2 separate regions of the Neogale vison genome follow, and region 1 is linked to region 2. A link is a contact called in public Hi-C data. All regions are on one chromosome and are shown on one strand. Each heading gives the region's core, a stretch centred on a gene start, on an enhancer-like site or on the middle of the called end of the contact. The rest is flanking DNA. Distances are from core to core; before and after follow the strand shown.

What was found. Hi-C and Micro-C count contacts between places; a contact is called where the count stands out from the background.
Region 1: a Hi-C map of muscle shows a contact between it and region 2, with 6 times the contacts expected there. The contact joins the promoter of SMC3 here to the promoter of SMNDC1 in region 2. A contact is called at or near these places in 2 of 3 Hi-C or Micro-C datasets (fibroblasts and muscle).

Annotation. Positions count from the first base shown.
Region 1 is chr2:221,138,197-221,145,686 of ASM_NN_V1, reverse strand. SMC3 (structural maintenance of chromosomes protein 3) reads right to left here and starts at 5,482. Exons shown (of 29, transcript XM_044240489.1): 1 at 5,360-5,482; 2 at 4,229-4,304. The coding sequence starts at 5,374.
Region 2 is chr2:220,933,362-220,939,920 of ASM_NN_V1, reverse strand. It overlaps SMNDC1 (survival of motor neuron-related-splicing factor 30), which reads left to right and starts at 4,341. Exons shown (of 6, transcript XM_044240486.1): 1 at 4,341-4,531; 2 at 5,739-5,858. The coding sequence starts at 5,739. LOC122901105 (a long non-coding RNA gene) reads right to left here and starts at 4,201. Exons shown (of 3, transcript XR_006383359.1): 1 at 4,142-4,201; 2 at 1-58.

The sequences.
Region 1 (7,490 bases), core at 4,233-6,732, 200 kb before region 2:
CAAAATAATTAGATGAACTATAAATTTGTGCTGGAGGGGGAATAATCCATGACTCTAAACTGATAATAAAATGATAGATAAATAACTAAGGAAGGAGAACTCTTGCTCACAGTAGAATACCACACAGTAAATGTGAAAGGAAATGGAAAATTATTCTGCAAACACTAAAATAAAGGCAAGAAAAAAAAAATAAAGGCAAGAATCATCAATGGATACTAAATCTAGGGGGAAATTTTGAAAAGGAGCACAGTATTTGCACGGTCCAAAATCATTTCCCATCCTCATACTATTTATTAGTTGCAAGAGGACAAACACTGCACAGAAGAAACACCAGATAACTACCCAGACCGGGTGATCAAAAATAACATCATTTAAAAAGAAGGATACAGAATGATGGTTCACTTCTAGATGTAATATCCTCAGAAGACCGCATCATTTATGTAGCTGTTCTTTTTTTTTTTTTTTTTTAATAATGTTATAAAAGACAAAAAAGCCTGTGGAATTGATCCAGATTAAAGGAGACTGAAGAGACACGACAACTATCTGCAATACCTAATCCTAAATTAGATCCTGTACTGGAGGAAAAAACACTATAAAGAACTTTTTTGGGTCATTCAGTATAACTGGAAAATGAAGAGAAGATTATGTTATTAATGTCAAATTTACTGAAGTTGATTAACGCTACTGTGTTTTATGTAAGAAAATATCCCTATTCTTAGAAGGTATACATTGACATCAAAGGTAAAGGGCTATGACCTACATAACTTACTCTACGAAAAAAAAGGGTGAGTGTGTGCAAATGATAAAGCAACTGAGGAAAATGTTAACAGGTAGATTAGAATAAAAGAGGTAGGAGTATTCTTTGTATTGTTTCTATTTATACTACTTTTCTATAAATTTAAAATTACCCCTAAATAAAAGTTTACAAGATAATGTATCATTAAAAGAATTACATATAGCTCAAACTATAATCTACTCATGAATAAACAACCTAAAATTTTAAAATTTCCCTTTAAGAATTACTCTTACCCATACAGTTAAATACTATACAGTAATTTTAAGCATGTTGAATACTTAATGATAGAATAAGATATTCAAAACTTAAGCAGAAAAAATAGATTACTAATAAATAACAATACAAGCCCATTTTTATTTAAAAAGGGTTATTTTTTATAAAAAGATTTTATTTATTTATTTGATAAACAGAGATCGTAAGTAGGCAGAGAGGCAGGCAGAGAGAGAAAGAGGAGGGAGCAGGCTCCCCGCGAAGCAGAGAGCCCGATGCAGGGCTCGATCCCAGGACTCGGGGATCATGACCTGAGCTGAAGGCAGAGACTTTAGCCCACTGAGCCACCCAGGTGCCCCTACAAAGCTTATTTATGCAGACAAAAAGACTGGAGGGCTGCGAGATAGATCCAGTTTGTATGTGCCCCAGATTGACCTGCCCTGACCCAAGTCTTGGTTGCCCGTCAACAGAAAAGCTCAGTATTCCATCACTGTAGGTTGTTTCAGCCTACCCTGGGTACACACTCAGCTCAGCTCTGTGAAAAACCAAAGAGGCTACAGTTCACTGACTACTTCAGGTGAATTAAGTCCCCAGAGTAACACAACCCAAGGACATGGGGGAACTGATGCCCTGTGTGGTAAAATGACCAATCAGAGACAGGAACCTGCAAACAAAACCCTCTCATTCCTTTCCCATCTGATCTTTCCCACACATGGTGGGTTCATAAAGTCTGTCTGAAAATTATCTAATTTGACCCCAAAACCAGCCGTGCCTTCTTTATAAAACTATGACCAGCCTTCCTCCTCATGCCAGCCCTTAGACTGCACCTTCTCATTAAAGCCTTATTAGTAGCTGAGTGTGCCTTGCACTCTTGTTTTCTAGGAAACCAGGTCTAATGTAAGTAGATTGTCAATATTAAGAATGGCTATTTCTGGGCAAGATTAGTGTTTTTTTTTTTTTTCTTCCTTTTAGCTTTTAAACTCTTCCATAATGTTCTATAATTAACATATATTTCGTCTGTTAAAAAGTTACAAAAAAGGTAACCTTAAAAAGGTATATGCTTGGTACATTCAGACATCATTCAACTATTCAAACAAGAGATTCAAACATCACCACAAGAGATATCTGCCTTCCAATCTTCAAAGTCAAAATCATTAAATAACAAAAGTAGTACGCTTTCATAGAGTATTCTTAATGTCAATCTCAGTCTATACTACTTTGAATCTTTCTTATATTAAGGTACCTGTTTTTAGAACATGTTTAAGCAGTAAAATCATATAGGCTTGTTAAAACAAACAAAAGAAAGAACACTAAGACAATCTCCTTTGTAACTATAACTATTAACAACCCTAATGTTGCATACAAAGCAATAAAGAACTGTTCGATAATAACTAAAACAAAAATATTTGATAGAACCTACAGACATAATCTAATCATCATAGGTAATAATGGTATCATTTTATAGCTCATTTATAAAATTATAACACTGATATAATTAAGATATTCATCTACTTTTAACCTGTAAAGAAAAAATATAAACCTAGCAATTATTCATTTTTCTCCATTTCTAAAGATTTTCTGGTTGATGAAAATCAGAAGGCACTTAGAATCAAAATATAAGCAAAATATTCGGTAAATCTATCCTTATAACACACCAATTAAATTAACTATTCAACAGGTACAGGAGGGGGGGAAAATGTTTCCTTTATTCCCAACTACAAGCGACAAGTGATGTACTGAGGGTAGGTTTTCTTCTTGCCCTCAGTTTTGTTTTGTTTTTTTAACTGTAGTTGACATTCTTACCCTCAATTTTTAAAATTTAATATTAATTTCAAAATAATGTTTGCCCTTTACTGATCTCCATATGAGTCTCACCTTACCACGTGAGACAGACTGAATTGTGCCACTCCCCTGTCCCAATCATATGCTGGAAGTCCTAATTCCAAATGCATGATATTTGGAGATAACGGCCTTTGGGAGATAATCAGCATCAAGTGAGGTTGTGAGGGGGGGGCCTTCATGATGGAATGAGTGTTCTAATAAGGAAGACGCAGAGAGAACCAAAGAGGTCATATGAGCATGATGATGAAGATGGTGACTTCCAGAATGTGACTGTGCCGGCACCCTGATCATGGCCTTGAATTTCCAAAACAGTCATAAAATAAATTGTTTAAGCCACTTAGTCTATATTTAATGGTAGACCTAGCAGTCTAAAATACCAATAAACCACACCAAGGACAATGTATAGACGTCTATCTGTAACAGTTTCTTCTGGCCTTTAAAAATTAAGCAGAACTTCAAGAAACACTTTCACTGGCTCTATCAGCAAAAAATGGAGAATATCACCTGAAGAGTCTTTAAACTAAACACTGTATTGCAGAACAAGAATCATTGTAGCTCTTTACCCTCACACATATACTTTCTCATTTAATTTTTCCAACAGCCATGTAAGATGAGTATCATTAGCTCCACTTTACAAACCCCTCAGGGAGTCAAGTTTGAAAATGTATCAGAACCGGGATTGGAAAGCCATCCTGTTATGCTCTAAAGTTTATGCTTTTTCTACCAAGCTGCATGGTGCGACCTTAAACAGTATGAAAAAAAACAACAACAACAACAAAAAACAATCCTGAGAACAATCTAATTTGTGAATAAACAATGGCCATCTTTGAAATAAGGAAACCGTGGGCTTTTTAATTAAAAAATGACATATCAACAACAGAACAGCTCAAATGCTAAATTTAGTGTCATTCGCTGTAAAGACACATTTTCATACATACCAGGCTAAATAAAAATGAGTAGTGATCGCCTTATGCAAATATTTTAAATGCATAAAATAAGCAATTCCTCAGTGCAGATAGAAGACATGCTATTTCTTTTTTCTTTTCTTTTCTTTTTTTTTTTTTTAAAGATTTTATTTATCTGACAGACAGAGATCACAAGTAGGCAGAGAGGCAGGCAGAGAGAGGAGAAAGCAGGCTCACCGCTGAGCAGAGAGCCCGATGTGGGGCTCGATCCCAGGACCCTGGGATCATGACCTGAGCCCAAGGCAGAGGCTTAACCCACTGAGCCACCCAGGCGCCCAAGACATACTATTCCATACAGAAAAAATAAATATAAAGTCATGTAATATTCAAAGCCAATTCCTCTTTCCTCAAGCCCAGACAGAACTTAAATGGCTCTCTACATAGAAATCTGATTTCGTAAACCATCAACACTTACCGATAACGTTATGTTTTGAACTGAAGGGATCTACAATTGTTTGATCTCTGTAACTCCGAAAGCCCTGGATAATAACCTAGTAAATAAAAAAAAAAGATACCTTTCAGAGAATACATACTAAAAGACGCAACTCCTAAACATTTCTCCTTGGCTCTTCTCTTTTCGGGGGTTTCTCATTTAATGCAAGACAGAGAACCTTCCATTTCTTACGAGAGAAACTCCTGCTGGAGGATGGTGATTAAAAATCTTCAACGACAACAGTCCGTTTACCAGTAACGACGGACAGCGCTGTTTTTTTAGGAGTTAACCATCAGGAGCCTGGTAAGGAACTCTCAGAATCAAGTACATTGCAGAAGGTTCGTGCGGACGCTCAGTATGACACTGCTTTAAGTAAAATGTGTCCAGCCCGCGGCCTGGCCCCGGCTTCCCTTACTCCAAGAGCAGTGGGCGCTTCTTTCGGACCCACCCGCCAGCCAAGGTAAGGAGCCGTTCCAAGAAAGGGGCGCTTCAAGCCCAACGCATCCCATGGAGAAACTTCTCTCCAAGAGCGTGGATGGGCTCATCTCTGCGGTGGACTCTTGCGCGGGAAGACCATTTTGACAGAAGTAAACAAGAGAACGAGGCGGCGCTACAGATTCTGCAAGGAGGAGGGTCCCTTTCACGTCCCCATTAATTCGGGGACAAAGACCCCGGGCTACGCTGACACCCCAATCTGAGCCCCCCAGGGGCGTCTCCGGGTCGGGGAGACCACCTCTCCATACACCCATGCAAATGGGCGGCGCGGGGCGAAGAGGACAACGCAGCTGCCCGCCCCGCCGCTGCAGACCCCGGCGCGGCCCCCAGCCAGCTCGGAGCCCCCAGCCCGCACCCGGCCCACCCAGGAAGGCCCGCTCCCCCTAAACGTCTCGGAAAGACGGATCCCTCAGACGAGCGCGCAGCAGGCGGTCGCCCCGATTCTCTGCGGCCCCTGCGCCCGCGGGGCGGGGCCTCTCCCCTCCCCCGCAGCCCGCGTCCAGCTCTGGGTCAACCCCGCCGGGAGGCGGGAGGCCGCGGGTCGCACCGGGACACCCCTGCCTCACGGAGTGGTCCTCAGAGGCCCGTAAGGGGGTGGGCGGGGCGCACAGGCCTCACCTGTTTTATGTACATGGTTCCACGGCCCTCACCGGGGAGGACTCCCCGCGAGAAGCGACAGCGCGGCCGTGGGGTCCAGTCAGGCGCCTACGAGACCCCTCCCCCAAAGCGTCGCTCGCTCCCGTCCAGCCAAACAAAATGGCGGCGCCCGTGGAGGCGGAGTCCGCGCCTTAGACGGAACCATCCTCGCGGCCCCTGGAGAGCGTAGGGGGAGTCAGGGTCAGGTCTTCTCTTTTCCTTTTGACAAAAAGAGCCTTCGACGGCGTCCCCCAGTGGATTTCATTTTATTGTTGAATTTATAGCTGAACTTTTCCTGATAATTAGTCGGAAGCTTCGTTCGTAAAAGCCTTGGCCGTGAGTTTGGCCCGTATTCCCTCCGAGAGCCGAGCCAATGGTTGCATCCACAAGGGCGTAAAGGTTCGGCGCCAAAGCCAAGAGTGAGAGCCTGAGGGCCAGTGGCGGAGCTTGCCGGTGGCCACGTGATCCCTGGCTGTTTAAAAATGCTTACCCGCGCTCGAACCTGGGAGTCCTGGGAGCTTGTGGGGTTCGCCGGGCGGAATCCGTGTTGCTCTGTTTATTCTTGATCGCTGCGGGAGCTTGTGTAAACTTAGAACGGCCCCTGCAGGCTCGGGACGGCACGCCCGCAGCACCGGGAAGGGGCCTGACGCTTGAAAATTTGTTTTACTAACGTGGTAATTAATACCCTGGGAGCTCTTACTACTTTGCCATTTACTGTAAATCTAGTCAGACATGGACAATTGCAACAAAAAGAAATTTAGATAAGAGTAAAAGCTCTTTTATTGTTTTAACAGCCTGAAAGATACTAGGTGCTAGGAGCACCCTAGATGCAGACTAATCTGATGAGTCTTAGGGGGAAAACTTAATGTAGTTAAGAAGCTGGATCTCTGGGCAGCTGTAAAATTACCTGCCGTTTAAGTTAGTGATCCTTGCTGCCCCTCCCGCTGCTGTGGGCTGTTCCAGCCCTAATTATTTCTAGATTGAACTATTTTTAATAGCCGGCTAACTTTATCCTTGTCAGCACCCCCTTGGTGCTGGCAGAGTCAAATCCTTTCCAGCTCTGGGTGTTTAAAAAAAAAAAAAAAAATCTTAAATATTTCAAATCCTAGATTAGTGTCTCTACACTCTCAATTTCTGTGGGTTTGTAGGCAGATTAATAAAGTTCAAAATTTCCATTTCCTATTCTATAATATGAGGATGATAAAAACATTTCATTTTTAGAATAAAAATAGAATGTATAAAATAATTTTATTTACTAAAATTGTAGAAATGTGTGCCCCTGAGGCTTTTATGAAATTGCAGTCTGGCTGACATCTTGATTTCAGCTTAATGACGCCTGAGGAGAGGACCCAATTATATTTCGCCCAGACTTCTGACCATGTTTCTTTCTTTTTTTTTTTTTTTTTTAGATTTATTTATTTGTTTATTTGACAGAGATCACAAGCAGGCAGAGAGAGAGGAGGAAGCAGGCTACCCAGTGAGCAGAGAGACCGATGCGGGGCTCGACCCCAGGGGATGGAGATCATGACCTGAGCTGAAGGCAAAGGCTTGACCCACTGAGCCACCCAGGTGCCTCCTGACCATATTTCAAAAAATTCTGATGCTGTAGACCTTTTCTCATAAATGTTAAACTCAGTTTACAATATCTGCAGCAATAAAGACTCCCAAGGACAGTGAAGGTGAAGTATAGGGCAAGGGCCAAGTACACACAGGATAAGACCCTACTTTTTCATTCTCATCCTTATACCCCCCTTCATTGTTAAGACATTCCAAAATAAAGCTTTGACTCTAAGCTATTGTCAGTTCACAGTCTTTTATCATCCCGGGAAGGAATCACAGAGTGATTTTATCTATCTCTAAGTTATTCCTCCCAACCTCTTAAAAAAGATTCTTTAATGTGTGCCCTATATATCTTTATTCTCAGGTTAGACAGATTTTCTATGGGTACCTTCCAATCCAATGATCAGGAAGGAAATATTATTATCACTCATTTTCAGTTGTTACGGTCCCCCAAAGATAGAACTAACACAGCAGAGATGATCCCAAATTATAGTTTTCTCTTGGTGACTCCTGGTACTGTGAAGTCCCAAATCACCTAAAAGAAAACCTAGAA
Region 2 (6,559 bases), core at 3,092-5,591:
TATTCTGGATCAGAATCTTCCCTCAGGGTCATTTTCTCTGTTCCTCTATCTCTAGTTCCTATAGACAGAAATTTGGATCAAAAGGCTTGATTATATTTAGGTTAAGCATTTGGGGCAGAGTTCTTTCATTGGGGATGTTGTTGCATCAAATCAAAAGGCCTATAAAGTCAGGTTGTTCACTATTAGCGGTGCTAAGTGTGATCACTAGGTTAATTACTTTATAATTAAGTAATCTGTGGGGTGATACCGTGACACTGCAAACATCCCCTTTTCCCTAGTTCCTTTTAAAGACAGGTTCTAGCATCTACTGATGATCTTTACCTCAATTATTAAGGACTGCACAGATTTTTCTACTTGTATTATTCCATCTGTAGGTACTGGCTGGCATTCTCCTATAACAAAAAAAAATAACCCTTCTCTCACCCTTGATTTTGAGTATCACTCTAGACTTAGGAACTTTATTTTTTTTTTAAAGATTTTATTTATTTATTTGACAGAGAGAGATCACAAGTAGGCAGAGAGGCAGGCAAAGAGAGTGAGAGGGAAGCATGCTCCCTGATGAGCAGAGAGCCCGACACAGGACTCAATCCCAGGACCCTGAGATCATGGCCTGAGCCAAAGGCAGCGACTTAACCCACTGAGCCACCCAGGCGCCCCTAGACTTAGGAACTTTAAAAATGTATTCAATGGGGGCGCCTGGGTGGCTCAGTGGGTTAAGTTCGGCTCAGGTCATGATCTCAGGGTCCTGGGATCGAGTCCCGCATCGGGCTCTCTGCTCAACAGGGAGCCTGCTTCCCTCTCTCTCTCTGCCTGCCTCTCCATCTACTTGTGATTTCTCTCTGTCAAATAAATACATAAAATCTTAAAGAAAATGTATTCAATGCTTCGCTCATCTATCATAGTCATTATTCTGTTTAGCCCAGCTTGACTCACATTTGGCCAAAGGAGTCAAACTTGATTCTGTGACCCTTCACTTAATCCTATAGTTTTGGGGGTACTTCCTTGCTTTCTGGCAAGGTAATCTAGGCTCACCTTTGTACTTTTGTATTTTCTGGGCCTCAGACCTGAAAACAACCATTTCTCCAAGAAATGCGGTTTCTTTTGTGGAGAAAGGGATCTAGGTATCAAGATATGGGGACCCTCCATTGGGAGAAATTATATATATTCTTCTAAGAAATATACACAAATAAACCCTAATTCAAATTTAACATCAGAGACCTTCCTCCTAAACCTTCTTTTATTTTATATTTTTCATTTGTTTTCTCCTAGATTTCTAACATGTATTATTCACTTTATAGTAGACCTAAAAAGTTTCAAAGTTGCACTGCCAATAGTACTATTAAATCTGTGACATCTGAAATTTTTTGTTGTTGTTGTGCTTTTTGCCCTCAGAGTATATCCCACTAAGAATCCACATACGACTATTATTAAACACCATTTCCAAATATGTCTAAAGAACTTTGAATGCCATTTCTGATCCCTGTAAAGCCTTAGGTTATAATCTTTTTCAAACTCAAGGAATCCTGCTTTCTCTTTTTGGTGGTATGTTTTCAGTTCTTTAGTGGTACATGTAAAACACAGAAATAGCTGAAAATGCACATCCTGAGACAAGCAAGGCAGTGCAAATAAAAGTGGACAAGCCAGACTGCTATGACTGATGAGCACCTGCACTGGACAGCATGCATTTAAGGGTGTTTTTCCATCACCTTTAAATGAATGATGACACCCAAGAATCACCTCAGGGTATATTTTCAATCCACTGTGTGCAAAAACACTCAATAAGTACAAAAGGCCAGTAGCTTGCCCTATGGCAACTCTCCATGCAAACATTCAAAACACCTATTATGACTAAAGAGGGCAAAGGTACAAGCAGTTATTATGATGATATACATATCTCTAATTCATCATCTTAGGCATTTGTCAAGATTGCAAAAAATGTGGGCAAATCTGGTCCTACTTTTAGTCAGGAGGGAAGGCAATAAAAGCTAAACTAAATAAAGATGTAATCTCTTGGAGCTCCTGGGTGGCTTCATCATTTGAGCGACTGGCTCTTGATTTTGGCTCAAGTCATGGTCTCAGGGTCTTGGGATCAAGCCCTGAGTCAGGTCCCACACTCAGTGGAGTCAGCTTGTTCCTCTCCCTCTGCTCTTCCCTCCCTGTCCCACCTCTACATGCATTCTCACTCTCTCTTAAATAAATAAATCTTTTAAAAAAAATAGAATGCAATCTGTCATTTAACCAATAAATTGTTGCATACTCTTGTACTCTGCAGTGGGTTGGCACATTTCCAAAGGAAGCTGCTATATTTTAATTTTCTTTAGTAATTAAAGGCAATAGCTTATATTCTAAAAACAATCAGGAGTCTTCAAATGTTATTTACCTACTAGGTTTCAATAAAATAAATACCAGGTTTTAAAACTAGAGGTTTTAGATACTGCTCTTTTTGAAGAATAAGCATGATCAAATTTGAATGAGAACATTTTAAGAAAAATTAGACACTGAGTAGATTTTCACACTCAGTGAAGGTGGTAAGTCTGAACATTTATTTGAAGCATCACTCTTAGTCAAAGTTTATACTTGCTCCAATTTTGTCTCTAATAGCTTTTGAACCACTATGAAATTAAATGAGTACATGTAAAGCGCTTAGAATGTCGTCTGGTATATACAACTGTTATTTCTTTATGAGAATTAAAATTAAAACTATATTGTTTTTTCCCCACCAAATACAATCCATGTTGTACAGAGGAGCTAGAGATTAAAAGCAATCCTGAAAATAAAAGCTATCAAGATGATACAGAAATCCATACATGAGCTTATAACAAATACTTTCCTCTCTCTCTGTCTGGAAGTGGTTCATTAAGAGTTCTCCTATTTGAGGGGTGCCTGGCTGGCTCAGTCAGAAGAGCATGCAATTCTTGATCTCAGGGTTGTGAGTTCAGCCCCTCACTGGGTGTAAAGATTACTGAAATAAATAATAAAAAAAGAGTTCCCTTAATTGATTTTTACACAACTGCAAAATATACCTTATATTCAAGGAAGATCTTCCTGGCATTTGTTCTTTAAATACACAATTAGAATAAGTGCAGTTTTAAAAAACTACATTATATTTTGAACAAACTTCTCCCATGTTAATGAAGCACATCCTTTCTGGTCTGTTTTGCCTCTTAATTCTAGCTACACACGGCTGCCCTCTGCAGCATTTCAGTTCTTCCAAATTGCCACACCAATGATCACAAACCTAATCTAGTTTCCATTTATGTCCGTGTATTTAGAGAAGGGAAGGTCCCTTCAAAAAAGCAAGAGGGCATCAGAGCAAGATGTCACAGTCCAAAAGAGCCCATCTGAGAGGAGGGCCTTCTTAGGGGTCCAGCAACATACCCCGACCCCCTAAAGAAGGTTTCCAGGCATTCGTGTAGCCTCTTTGTGTCACAGGATTTTATATTTTTAATTGGAAAAAATGATATATGTATGGAAAAATTTAGAAAGGGCAAACAGTGAAAAATATAACCAGTGAAAACATATGGCTTCTATTCCAAATCTCTAGATAGGTTTATGCATCTGCCCAGAGAGTATGTATTATTACAAACATACATTTCTTTTTAAACATAAAGTATTCACATCACTCTGCTTATCGTTCAAGAAAACATAACCTGGAGATGGTTTTCTATCAGGGGAGATTAACCTATATAATTTACGCTATTAAAACCAAGCAGGGTCTAACAAAATAGGTTTTAAATAAATCAACCTTCGCTCCAACAGGTTCTGCCACAATTACCTTTTTATTGCTACTAAGTATTCTCTTACTATATATAGCGATGGCTCTAAAACTTGAGCAGATATTGGTATCACCTGCGGCGCGTGTTAAAACAGGCTGCTGAGCCACCTCGAGTTTCTGAGTCAGGAGGTCTGGAGTGGGGGCTGAGAATCTGCACTTGTAGTAAGTTACCGCGCGATGGTGATACAGGAGTTGCGGGAACCACATTTTGGGAACCAACCGCTAGTATGCTCGCTGCTGTAAACTCCGTTCCTCCCACCTCCCAGCACCGCTAGTCTTAGAAGGAAAACGCGGTAACTCCGCTGGGAACTTCACGAACGGCCCAACAACACCCACTCCCAAAGAAGTCAAAGACTCTGCACTCACATCCGAAATCGGGATAACACAAACCTACATCCGGCGCCTAGAGCAACCTAGCTACGCCATTTCCTTTCTATGAAGCTCCGCCCACTCCGCGTCCCTAACGCAAGGGTGGGCCGCGCCGCGACAGCTAGGAATCACGTGGGTAGGGCGACGTCTCGCGAGGCTTTTAACCTCTCGCGAGACTTGATCCGCTTCTGTCTTTTCCTCCTTCCAGTGCCCGGCTTTCTTCCCCTCCCCCCCATCGCCGGCCAAGTTCTCCCATTTCGGACAGAGTCGCCTTGTTGTTACCGCGGAGATTTTTCCTACTGCAGCTGCTGCCGCTGTTGCCGCCGCCACTACTGGGCTCATTTGCCCCGACCCCTTCCTGTCGCCCTGCCCCCAGCCCCACACAAGGTAACGAAGCCGGCGAGGGCGAGAGCAGGGCCTCGGGGCCTCGGCCTCTCCCTAGTTGAAGCCGAGGCCTGAGGCCGAGGAGCCGGCCGCGTTAGAGAGGCCTGGGCGCCGGCAAGAGTCTTAGGGGCCCGGCCTCTTCTGCCACCCAGAGCTGGGCCCTGAGTGGCCCCGAACGCGGCCAGGACCTCTGTACGGTGGCAACGACCGGGGCTAACCCGGGAAAGCAGTCGGGTGGGGTTGGGATGGGGAGGCCTCAGCGGTTCCCTGCGGAGCGCGTTTGGGGGTGTGAGGCTCCGACGCTGCTGGGGTCCGCTCCGTTTGTTTTCCGTTTCTCTGGAGCTTGAATTGAATTCCGAGGTCTGGTTGTGGCGGGCTTTGAGGTGTTGGGTGCCTGGCTTAACTCTAGCCCCTTTGGAGCCCTTCCAAATTCCAGGCTGTGGTTGGACGGGACTTGTAAGACAGAGAAGGGTCCTCGGAACCCGCGCGTGTTGTCTTTACAAACCGAGAAAGGAGTCCTGTATCTTATTTTCCGGAAAAGAATGAGGCAGATTGGGTGAAAGGCACGCTCCTTAGAATGCCTAAACGGGCCAGTGGTTGTGCCGTTTTCTTTAATGAAGACGCTGCATCGGCAATATTTTAAGTGACCCGGTGAAACATTTTTGCTCTGGAGAAGAGCTTCTGAACACACTTACCAATTAATAGTTCATGTAGAGATTATTATCTATGTAGTTAGTCCAAAAGTCATATATATTTTGTTTAGGAAGTCTGCCTTAGGGCTTAGAAATATTTTCTTCTTAAATCTCGATTTTTTCCATCAGGTTAGTGCTTTTTAAAAATTTTTCCCGGCGAAGATGTAACAACCTTGTTAATTGAGCCAAATACAGTGTCTTCCCTGTTACAGGAGTTTAAAGAAGATTAGAAATTCTCCTTTTTCCTTTTGCCTTAGCTGTTGTCCGATAAATTCCACACAGAAACAAAAACAAGTTTATAATCTGCGGAATCCATTCCCTTGAAGCTTGGATTTGACTCACAGCTTTCCTCAGAGCTAAGAGTAAAGGTAATGGTAATGAGTTAAGTTGCAGCAATGAATTATATTAAGGAGTTGGGAGCAAAACTGGTAAGGATTAAGTCAGGCAGACAGGGAAAATTATTTTTTTATGGTGTTTTTGGTTGTTTTCCTGGTCTTACCCTTTTTATTTTCCCCCAGATGTCAGAGGATCTAGCAAAGCAGCTGGCAAGCTACAAAGCTCAACTACAGCAAGTCGAAGCTGCATTGTCCGGAAACGGAGAAAATGAAGATTTGCTAAAATTAAAGAAAGATTTACAAGTAAGTATAAGAGGACACTAATAGTTACTTCGCTTGGAAAAAGTATTTCTCTGTTTTTCAAATGATTTATTGCTTAGAAGCCAAAGCACCATTTGGAGGGGAGTGTTTCTTCTCCTTTCTTCCCGTGTGTGCATGTGTATGTGCACAGGGCGCACGGCTCCCAGTGGTAGGGTTGCTTCCTCAGTCGTATGCATCAGAATGAGTAAAGCATTGTTCTTATGTAAATCTTGTATGTTCACACAATTTTAAAAAATATTTGAATTAAGTCTCTGTCAAACCTAGAGAAGAGGTACATATAATTTTACAGTGGAGAGTGCTTTTATTTTTAAAGATCTGGCAAAGGAAATCTGAGAAGTAGCTAAAAGAAAACACATGGAATTAAATGTTACCTATACTGGTATTAGAAAAAAACAAATGTAGAAGCATTTTATAAATGATGAAAACAATGAGAAAAATATAACCTGATTAAGAGTCTTTTTAATGTCACAAGGTTCTTTGAAAAATTAGAGAATGTGTGTGTGTATGTGTGTGTGTGTGTGTGTGTGTGTTTCAAAGCTAGCAGGTGAACACCTTGTATTAAAAATACATAAAGATATCTAAAGAGATACTTGTTTTCTGCATACATGTTACGTAATATTTGAATTTAAGGCTAGATTTTACATTGTAGTTGTTGACACTTGTTGAAGTTAAATTGAATGGGT